Regions from separate parts of the Mus musculus genome. Here region 1 is linked to region 2. Evidence: chromatin contacts called from public HiChIP or PLAC-seq data. All regions are on one chromosome and are shown on one strand. Each heading gives the region's core, a stretch centred on a gene start, on an enhancer-like site or on the middle of the called end of the contact. The rest is flanking DNA. Distances are from core to core; before and after follow the strand shown. Region 1 overlaps Dnaic1 (dynein, axonemal, intermediate chain 1). Region 2 overlaps Myorg (myogenesis regulating glycosidase (putative)).

Region 1 (5,060 bases), core at 1,004-3,503, 120 kb before region 2:
ATAGCTGAAATTCTCTTTCTCTGCTAATCTGGTCTCTTAAATTATTTTCATTTGTTTGTACATGTGCGTGTGTGCGTGCGTGCGTGCGTGTGTGTGTGTGTGTGTGTGTGTGTGTGTGTGTGTGTATGCGCGCGCACATGTACAAACAAATGTCATGCATTTGGCAGTCAGAGGACAATTTGTAGACATCATTTCACTCCTTCTACTCTGGGCTCCAGGCATTAAGCTTAGTATGTCAGGCTTGGCAGCAAGCACCTTTACCTGTTAAGCCCCAGTAATTCAGTCTTTACATGGAAGTGGACAGAGGAAGGGATAGAGACACCCCTAACAGTATGGTGGTTACTGGCAAAGCCAATCCAAGCTTCCAGGCTCTAGACTGCACAGTGTGGAAGGCACAGGGCAGTCAAGCACGATAAAGGGAATGGCCGTGCAGAGAGAAGCAGGGGTCACAAATAAGGCTCACACAGGCACACAACTATGATGGTCACATGCATGCTGGACTTCAGTCACACTTCATCCACTGGCTTTAGTGGTCTTTGTTACTTGCAAGGAAAGGAGTCTTCTGTAATACAGGGCATAGCTCCTAGTCCTGGTTAGAGTATGTTTGTGAATATGTGTTTCAATGCTCCCTTTGTCAAAATACACCAGGAGAGCAAAGAAAAATGTCATCGGACTGCGGTTTCCGCTTGACCTTTGTGAACTCCTCATTCCTGATCTTGGGGGCCCACGGAGATCTCATGATTCCACTTTAAAGGGATACCCAGTGTGACATCACAGCCTCGATCCCCAACACCACATGACATCAACATCTTATTTTCTACCCTTAAATGACAATATTATTAATCAACCCACCAATGGTCCTCTTGTGACATTATCTGTTAGTGTCATACTGCCTAACCATCCAAAAATCCTAGCATGAGATCACCAGCCAGGACACCAGAAGCCTGATGATGTCACTGCTCAGCCACCCAACATTCCCAGTACATCACTAACTGGGTCACCAGTAGTCTCATATGACTTTAGGATCATAAAGTGCCTCTGTTACCAATTAGACCTTAGTCCCTGGGATACTTTGTTCTTAATGCCACAAGATTTCATAGTTCCGATGACCCAGACGGGAGCCCCCTAGCTTTACCTCTGTATAAGAAGACTCTAGTTTGGGAGCAGTGAAGAGATTCTAGAGTCTTCCAGACTATAGGATTTCAGGAATTACATGTGGTTGAGAACAACCGAAAGAGAAACAGGGAGGGGGAAGGCCCAGGAGAGGTCAAGTCTACTCGGGTGATAACCTCCGGGAATCCTTCAGACCATTCAGCTATGAGTGCTCCATCTTCTGAGGAAGTGCTGCTTCCCACCATCAGCATAAAGATTGGGAAAAGAGTAAGGTCAGATGTGGGGCACACCTCAGCTTGTTCTTTCTGGTGATGGAGTTTGGTTCCTTCGAAGTCTGCTCTACTGCATAATCGAGAGACATTCCTGACTCTCCCCTCAATCAGCCACAAGGTTTCAGGCAGGATAATCAGTTCCTCTTGACAGAGCCTTATGTGGTAGCTCTCCTAAAACCACCATCTCAGGGAATGGGACAGTGGGAGGAAAGAAGGGAGGGACTGAGGGAAGGAGGGAAGAATAGAGAGGGGGAGTGAGGGAGGGAGGGGGGGAGGGAGGGAAGGAGGGAGGGAGGGAGAGGGAAAGGGGGTGAGGAAGAGGAAGAGAGACTGACTCTTATTGGGAACTGAATCTAGGTAGTTACTATACCATTGAATCTATCCTTCCTATTTTTTCTTTTGAAGCAGGAATCTCACTAAATTGCCCTGGCTGGCCTTGAACTTATTCTGTAGCCCAGGCAGGCCATGCACCTGCAATCCTACTTCAGTCTCCTGAAGCTAGGTATGGCTTCATGTACGTCTTAATTCTACCATAGACCAAAGCTCTGACTGTCTTCAGCTTCTGCTAGGACAGACTGAATACTATCCAATGAGCAAGTCAGATCAATGTCTTCTTAACTGGAATTTGTTACTGGGGGCCTCAAGCCCACAACTGCCAACCCTGCCTGGTTCCGTTCTCGGTTATGAGGGGTGGGCACTGTAGAGCATTCTGGATGCCCCAGGACTACTCAGGACTCAAAGAGAGCAAGGCAGTGGAGGGCATGTTGGGGCACAAGGCTGAAGCCAGGTCAGTGGTCAGTAGGAGGTAGATGCCAACTGAAGAGACAAAGATACCATGCCAGCCTTGGCTGGCAGGCTTCTCTGTACTGTGGCATCCTAAACGAGGCCAGCCTAGGACTGGTTCCAAGGCAGCAGCTGTCTGATGACTCCCTTATTAAGTCATGCAAGAAGCACTTGGAGGGGGGGTGTGGAGTAGGCAGACTAATGCCCCCCCCACAAATGTCCACATCCTAATCCCTGGAGCCTATAAATATGTCACTTTGTATGGCAAAAGGGACTTTGCAGATGTGATTAAGTTAAAGACCTTGAGATGGGGAGATTATCTTGGATTACCCGGGTGGATTTGATGTAATCGTAAGAGTTCTTATAAGGGAAAGAAGGAGGCAAGCGAGTCAGAGACTCAGATGTGACGGCAGAAGCCGATGTCAGGATGATGCAGTTGCTGGCTGGAAGAGGGCCACAAGCCATGGGATGCAGGCGGCCACTAGGAGCTGGAAGCAGAAAAAGAAACAGGTGCTCCCTGGGGGACGTCCAGAGGGAACACAGCCCTGCTGACACCTGATTTTAACTCCGTGTAATCCATCTTGAGATTCTGGCCTCCAGAACTCAGAAAAAAATGTGTTATTTAAGCCATTGTGTTTGTGGTCGCTTGCTGCTCCAGCAACAGGAAGCAAATGCCAGAGACATTCAGGGAACGGAGGCCCAAACTCTAATTTTAGGACTCAGAACGATGGAGCTTTTTCTCCTGGGGAGATGCAGATGCAGTTCTGGAGTCAGGGGAATAGCCACACTGGCACAACAGAGAAACCCCCTCTCTCTTTCCCACCCCTGGCTCTGCCACCTTGTACTCCAGGAACAGAAATGCCCCCTTGTGTTGGGATTTCCACAGTTCCCATAGGCAGGGGACCAGCCCAGAGCTGGCTCGGAAAAGAGTCTTGATTCTGGAGGTTCTAAACCTCGGGCATGGTCAGAGACATCAGCGCCAGGCTGGCTCAGGCTCTCAGCACGGGTTCCTCGGCACCCTTGTCAGGTTGGGAGCTGTATTTAAATAGTGTGGGAAGTAAGAGCGAGCAAGGCCTTGGAGACAGAACACATCAAGTAGGACATTTAATTTGATTTAGGGAAAATGAGGCAAACATTTGAGAACCTAAATAACTAACCAGTAATTAAACTAACAACGGAATGCCCTTGCATGCCACCCGGCAAGCAGAGTGGCCTTTATGGACTGTATTTACAAAGAGACTTGACAACATAATTAGTCCTGTAAATTTTACGCAGCCCGCAGCTACGGAGTGATGGATTTTGTGTGTGGAGGATGAACAGGGAGAAATGAGGTGGATGAATTTCCATTTTCAGTAAATGAAATTAACACTGCTTAATTAGTGAAGCCAACAAGTAAATGATGGGGAAAGATTTAAACTCTTACGAGTGCATCTCTGGCCTGGGCAAGTTCAAGGGACAGCACAGAAATGAGTTTAGTGCGCAGAGGAGGGCTGCTGTTGGCCTAGCTTGAGGTGCTGCCCCAGAGAAAAGCAGGACTGAAGGACAGCTGCCTCCCTTGCCCTTCCAACATGGGGCCTGCTAGGAAGCTTCCTGCCCCGTCTCCTGTGGGATAGCCTCTCGGAAGCACACAGGCTTTCTACACCTGCTCTGCCATCCCTGCCTGACAGACCATGAGAAGTCTCCATTTCTCTGCTCTGCGCTGGCTAATGAGCTGGAATGGACCCCTTCATTATCACAGGCTGCCACAGTCACATTCCAGCTGTTTCAAGACCATCTCTTCCTGAACAGAATCCTTTTGTCTCCCAATATCCCTCCACCTTCGTTCACCTGCACAGTCTCTTCTGCTCAAGTCCTGGGAATATGTGGTCCAACATATGGGGCACCCACATCTCTCTGCTTTAAGCAGCTCGGACTGGAAGCGGTAGTGGGAAGGCAGGCCTAGATTTGTTGGTTATCCTTCCTTTTCTCTTCTTTTTTGGGGGGAGGGGAAGGAAGAATTGAGATTGGGTTTCTCTGTCTAGCCCTGGCTATCCTGGAACTTTCTCTGTAGACTAGGCTGGCCTTAAACTCACAGAGATCTGCCTGCTTCTGTCTTCCCAAGTTCTGGCATTAACGGTGCGCACCACCACCAGCTTCCTTTTCTGTTTTTGCTCTGTATCTAAAGCCAGGAAACTGTGTCTGAAGGATGTGACATGTCCCAAATATATATCCCTATCCTTCCTGTGCTGGAGAGTTTTATGTCAATGTGACATAAGCTAAAGTCATCTGAGAGGAGAGAATCTCAATTTAGAAAATGTCTCCATAAGATCAGGCTGTAGGCAGACCTGTAGGGCATTTCCTTAATTAGTGATTGATGTGGGAGGGCTAAGCCCAGTGTAAGTGGTGTCATCCCTGGGCTGGTGGTCCTGGATTCCATAAGAAAGCAGGCTGAGCAAGCCATGATGAGAAAGCCAGTAAGCAGCGCCCCTCCATGGCCTCTGCATCAGCTCCTGCCTTTGGGTTCCTGCCCTGCTTGAGTTCCTGTCCTGACTTCCTTCAGTGATGAACTGTGATGTGGAAGCATAAGCCAGACAAACCCTTCCCTCCCCAAGCTGCTTTGGTTCTGGTTTCTGACAGCAATAGTAACCCTAACTGAGACACTGCCTAATTTTTCTGTGGCTGAGTCTCAGAATAAAAACCTAAGAAATTCAGGGGAAAGAAAGCTGAAGAGGCCTGGCCTGTGCCTCCTGGGATCAAACTCAGCAGTGAAGCTGAGTTCTCATTCAGTGTTTCAATTCAGGCAATTTTGTTTCTCCCTGTGGGTTTCTATTTGGGAACTTCCAGAGACTGTAATGGAGGCTGGCGAGACTGGCTGTTCCTCCCAGTGACCTGTCTACAGCCAGGGTGCTGCCC
Region 2 (5,286 bases), core at 1,753-4,252:
CGCACGCCTTTAATCCCAGCACTTGGGAGGCAGAGGCAGGTGGATTTCTGAGTTCGAGGCCAGCCTGGTCTACAAAGTGAGTTCCAGGACAGCCAGGGCTACACAGAGAAACGCTGTTCCCTTTCCTCTGGCCTTGCCTACTGACTGCACTGTTAAAGGTCTCAAAGCACTGGCTGGACCATTCGCCTTGTGTTATCAGGACGTTAGAAGAGTAAGCCCTTCTTTAGCCAGGGCTTCCTCGTCCTTCTCCAGGGCTCACTGCTTATGCTGGGATCCTGGACACAGCCTAGCTTCCCTGCCTTTAGTTTTCTACCGAGGAAGGACAGAAGCAAACTCTTTCAATTCACATGGGTCTCTCCATTCACAGAGTTCTCACCAATTTGGCAAGCATTGGGGCCTGAGAGAAACGAGAGTAAGTAGGACACCAGCTGTCCTGGACGAGAGTCCTGCCTTTGCCATTTTTCAAGCTCTCGGTCCCTCTACTAGGCTGCAGAAATGGGAATACCGTGAATCAGAAAACTCAGTTTCCTCTCTCTCCCCTCTACAGACTTCAGCCTGACAGATTCAGATGGGCCCCGGAGTGGTGGTTCCTTCCTTCGCTAGGAACTGATGTCCCAGAACCTTCAGGAGACAAGCCAGGCCTACCCCCGACATCGACCTGGTAGCCACGCAGGCCCTAAAAGTCTCAAAGTTACCCCACGAGCAACCATGTACACTTTCCTGCCTGACAATTTTTCACCTGCCAAACCCAAGCCCACTAAAGAGCTGAGACCTCTGCTGTGCTCCGCGGTACTGGGACTGCTACTGGTGTTGGCCGCAGTTGTGGCCTGGTGCTACTACAGTGCCTCCCTACGCAAAGCTGAACGCCTGCGCGCGGAGCTGCTGGACCTGAACCGTGGCGGCTTCTCCATCCGTAACCAGAAGGGTGAGCAAGTCTTCCGCTTGGCCTTCCGTTCCGGTGCTCTAGACCTTGACTCCTGCAGCCGGGATGGTGCGCTGCTTGGCTGCTCCCGAGCGGCCGACGGACGCCCGTTGCACTTCTTTATTCAGACAGTACGACCTAAGGACACTGTAATGTGCTACCGCGTGCGCTGGGAGGAAGCTGTGCCAGGGCGTGCTGTGGAGCACGCGATGTTTCTGGGAGATGCTGCGGCGCACTGGTATGGCGGCGCAGAGATGAGGACGCAACACTGGCCCATCCGCCTAGATGGCCAGCAAGAACCGCAGCCATTTGTCACGAGCGACGTCTATTCATCTGACGCCGCATTCGGGGGCATCCTTGAGCGCTACTGGTTATCTTCACGCGCCGCTGCCATCAAAGTCAATGATTCAGTGCCCTTCCACCTGGGCTGGAATAGCACGGAGCGTTCGATGAGACTGCAGGCACGCTACCACGACACATCTTACAAGCCACCAGCTGGCCGTACTGCCGCGCCAGAGCTCAGCTACCGCGTGTGCGTGGGCTCAGATGTCACTTCCATCCACAAGTACATGGTTCGACGTTACTTCAACAAGCCATCCAGGGTACCAGCGTCAGAGGCCTTCCGAGACCCCATTTGGTCCACGTGGGCACTGCATGGGCGCGCTGTGGACCAGAACAAGGTGCTGCAATTCGCCCAGCAGATCCGCCAGCACCGCTTTAATAGCAGCCACCTGGAAATCGATGACATGTACACGCCCGCCTATGGCGACTTTAATTTCGACGAGGGCAAGTTTCCCAACGCCAGTGACATGTTCCGCCGCCTGCGAGATGCCGGCTTCCGCGTCACACTTTGGGTGCATCCGTTTGTCAACTATAACTCGTCGAGCTTCGGCGAAGGTGTGGAGCGCGAGCTGTTCGTGCGCGAGCCCACGGGCCGGCTGCCCGCGCTGGTGCGCTGGTGGAACGGTATTGGCGCAGTGCTGGACTTCACGCACCCAGAGGCCCGAGAGTGGTTCCAGGGACACCTACGGCGCCTGCGCTTGCGCTACAACGTGACCTCCTTTAAGTTCGACGCGGGTGAGGTCAGCTACCTGCCCAGGGACTTCAGCACCTACAGGCCTCTGTCTGACCCCAGTGTGTGGAGCAGGCGGTACACCGAGATGGCGGAGCCCTTCTTCTCGCTAGCCGAGGTCCGCGTGGGGTACCAGTCACAGAACATCTCCTGCTTCTTCCGTCTAGTGGACCGCGACTCGGTATGGGGCTACGACCTGGGGCTGCGCTCTCTTATCCCTGCGGTGCTCACCGTCAGTATGCTGGGCTATCCGTTCATCTTGCCCGATATGATAGGTGGCAACGCGGTGCCGGAGCGCACAGCCGGCCGCCAAGATGGGCCGGGGCCAGAGCGCGAGCTCTACGTGCGCTGGCTGGAGGTGGCCGCCTTCATGCCTGCCATGCAGTTTTCAATCCCTCCTTGGCAGTACGACGCAGAAGTGGTAGCCATCGCACACAAATTCGCTGCTCTGCGCGCCTCCCTCGTGGCGCCACTGCTGCTAGAGCTTGCTGGTGAGATCACCGACACTGGCGACCCCATCGTGCGCCCCCTGTGGTGGATCGCACCGGGGGATGAAACGGCCCATCGCATTGACTCACAGTTTCTCATCGGGGACACGCTGTTGGTGGCGCCGGTGCTAGAGCCTGGTAAGCAAGAGCGTGATGTCTACCTGCCTGCCGGCAAATGGCGAAGCTACAAGGGTGAACTTTTTGACAAGACGCCGGTGCTGCTCACGGATTACCCTGTCGACCTGGATGAGGTCGCCTATTTCACCTGGGCTTCCTGACCCAGCTCAGAACCTAGGAATCCCACAGCCCTAACCCCAGCCTTCATACAGACTTTTAATCCTCTACCACATGCGAATGCTGAACCCTCAGGAAGACCCACCTCTATACCATCTAGGAAGTGGGCACTGACTTTAAAGCGCTCCAGCCAACAGCTGTAGGTGAGACCTGGGAGGGGAGGAACTGCACCAGCGCACAATCCTAAGAGCCTCGGCTCCTTGCCCATTCACTTCAGTCTGCAGAAAGCCTCTTCCCTGGGTTGTCAGCCAGAAAAAAGGAGAGGTCAAAGGTCTGTTCTTCCTGCTACACAGGGTCTGGTTTTAAAAGTAGAGGGAAACCTCTCCTCCCCTGGTCTTTGTAGCCATCTTTGTCCTCTGAAATGAGGAACCGATCCTCTTTAAAGTTCCCAAATAGTTTTCTACCATATTTAGAAAGTATACGTTTAGCCCAGAGGTGGTGGCGCACGCCTTTAATCCCAGCACTCAGGAGGCAGAGGCAGGTGGATCTTCGAGATCAAGGCCAGCCTGGTCTATAGAGTGAGTTCCAGGACAGCAGAGAAACCCTTCCAAAAACTAAGGAAGGAAGGAAGAAAGGAAGAAGACAAAGTGTACCTCCTTGATGGCAGCAGCTAGGCCATGAGTTCCCAACACACAGTGATTGACCTGGTCCCACTCCATTGGGGAAGAAAAGATACAGATGTTTGGTTTGGCCAGCTGACAAGGAAGCAGTCCATAGAAGAGATGGGCTCAGCCTGAACTAGTTGTCTGTGAAAAGACTCCTAACGTTGCGTTAACATATTTGTATATATGCTGGTCTCAACTTTGGATCTAGACCTGGGGCCAGATGTATCTAGTGGATAGACTTGCAGGGCCATGCAGGCCGGACTCGTTGCCTTAATTCAAGAACCTGTGTCTATGTGTATGTACACATACTTCTGTCAGAGAGAGAGAGACACCCACCATGGGTCTTTGATGCTAGATAAGCCTAGAGGGAAGATAAAGGGGCAGGATCAAGGCTTTGTTTGATCATTGACCTACCCCCCCCCTCAGGTAGATTCCCTAGGACAATGCCAAACCCAGTTTAAGAGTTCCGAAACTGGAGAGTCGGGCTGAGGAACTGAGTTAGGTTGAACTTGGGAAAGCAAGCCCAAGTTCAACCTAACTCCTGCTGTAAAATGGAGAGAACTGTAGCAAATGAACAGCCCTTTAAGATTACCTAGCTGCCTCTCTGAACACACACACACACACACACACACACACACACGCACGCACGCACGCGCGTGCTCTGAGTGAAGCCTTAGTGGGAAAACCATGTTCTAATTCTGGCCGAGATGTGCTTGGCACATGAATGACATTACACACTGATGCCTGCCAACACACGCATGGGGTAAGGGCTTTCATCTCAGTAATTCTCTTGTTCTAAGGAGATCAGCTCCAACTATGGTGGGGTGAGTTTTTCCTGACTTGGAGGCTTGCCAGAGAAGGTGGAGAATGAAGTAGAACTCAGCTTCCCTCTCAGAGCCTGTGCCCGAATCTTTAATGTTCTCTGGGTGAAAGGTCCTGGGGAGAGCTTCGGGGCTCCCCCGATGCCCATCTCCAATGCCAATTCTTTGGTTTCTTCTTCTTGGCAGTGTTGAAGCTAGAACTCAGGGCGCTGAATACTAAGCAAGCATTCTTCCGGGAGCCATATTCGCAGTCTTCGTTTGTCAGTCAGCTGGGTGACCTTGAATAAGCTGCTGCTTACCCCACTGAGCCTCAGTTTTTCCTATGTAAGAGTGATATAAAACCTACCTCTGAGGTCATTTAATAATAAGCACAGACATGTGGAAAGTGCCTGACACAAAGCAGGTGCTCAATAAAAGAGAGCTATTGAAGTAGTATTTGTTGTTTTCTTGCTTAAAAACAAGGATTCTTGGGGGTTTAAAAAGACCGATTTTATGCATAAGCGATGCCTGCATGTATGTATGTATGTATGCATGCATGCATGCATGCACCACATACATGCCTGGTGCTTGTGGAGGTCAGGAAAGGGCATCAGATGCCCTGGAACTAGCGTTATGGATGGTTGTGAGCCACCATGTGGATGCTGGGAACCGGACCCAGGTTCTCTGTAAAAGCAACAAATGCTCTTAACTGCTGAGCCATCTCTCCAGCCTCTTTTGGCCTTGCCCTGTCCTCTGTCCCTGCCAGTACCTCTTGTGCAGTCCAAACATGTCTCTCTCCCTGTACATCGGATCTGGGAAGCCTAGCATTGCTCCAGATGGCCTCCAGCAGCCTTGTAACCACAGCTTACTGGTCTTAGGCTCTCTTGTGTGTGTGTGTGTGTGTGTGTGTGTGTGTGTGTGTGTGTGTGTGTTGGTGAGTGTGACGTACAGCAGTCAGGAGGTAGGGTCTAAATGGCCACTGAGGGGGCTTGGGAATGCGTTTGAATGGATTGAGCTTTAGCCAAGTGGGTTTTCTCAGCCACCATCCCCTGACTTGGGAGCAGAGCATTTCTGGAGCCAGAGCAAGCGTTCTTCTGGTTCTCCT

What was found. HiChIP or PLAC-seq counts read pairs in DNA pulled down with a chosen protein or histone mark.
Region 1: an H3K4me3 HiChIP or PLAC-seq map of forebrain shows a contact between it and region 2, with 3 times the contacts expected there. The contact joins two enhancer-like sites. A contact is called at or near these places in 13 of 39 promoter capture datasets (the 3T3-L1 cell line, 3T3-L1-derived adipocytes, the C10 cell line and 9 more), 3 of 484 Hi-C or Micro-C datasets (the G1E-ER4 cell line, bone marrow-derived macrophages and cerebral cortex), 14 of 115 datasets of contacts at active chromatin or transcription factors (the NIH/3T3 cell line, astrocytes, craniofacial prominence and 9 more) and 5 of 9 other capture datasets (adipose tissue, embryonic stem cells, liver and 2 more).

Annotation. Positions count from the first base shown.
Region 1 is chr4:41,616,829-41,621,888 of GRCm38.p6, reverse strand. The region is part of intron 12 of Dnaic1 (dynein, axonemal, intermediate chain 1); the gene reads right to left. Among named protein-coding and RNA genes, the nearest start is that of Enho, 21 kb to the left of the region's middle. Within about 2 kb of position 2,253, at least 33 of the 459 cell types and tissues checked have an H3K27ac peak or open chromatin away from gene starts, as enhancers often do. A contact at or near this core is called in forebrain, where this site is marked.
Region 2 is chr4:41,494,952-41,500,237 of GRCm38.p6, reverse strand. It overlaps Myorg (myogenesis regulating glycosidase (putative)), which reads left to right. Exons shown (of 2, transcript NM_001085515.2): 2 at 548-4,637. The coding sequence starts at 610. The coding sequence ends at 2,760. Among named protein-coding and RNA genes, the nearest start is that of Myorg, 5.5 kb to the left of the region's middle. Within about 2 kb of position 3,002, at least 41 of the 459 cell types and tissues checked have an H3K27ac peak or open chromatin away from gene starts, as enhancers often do. A contact at or near this core is called in forebrain, where this site is marked.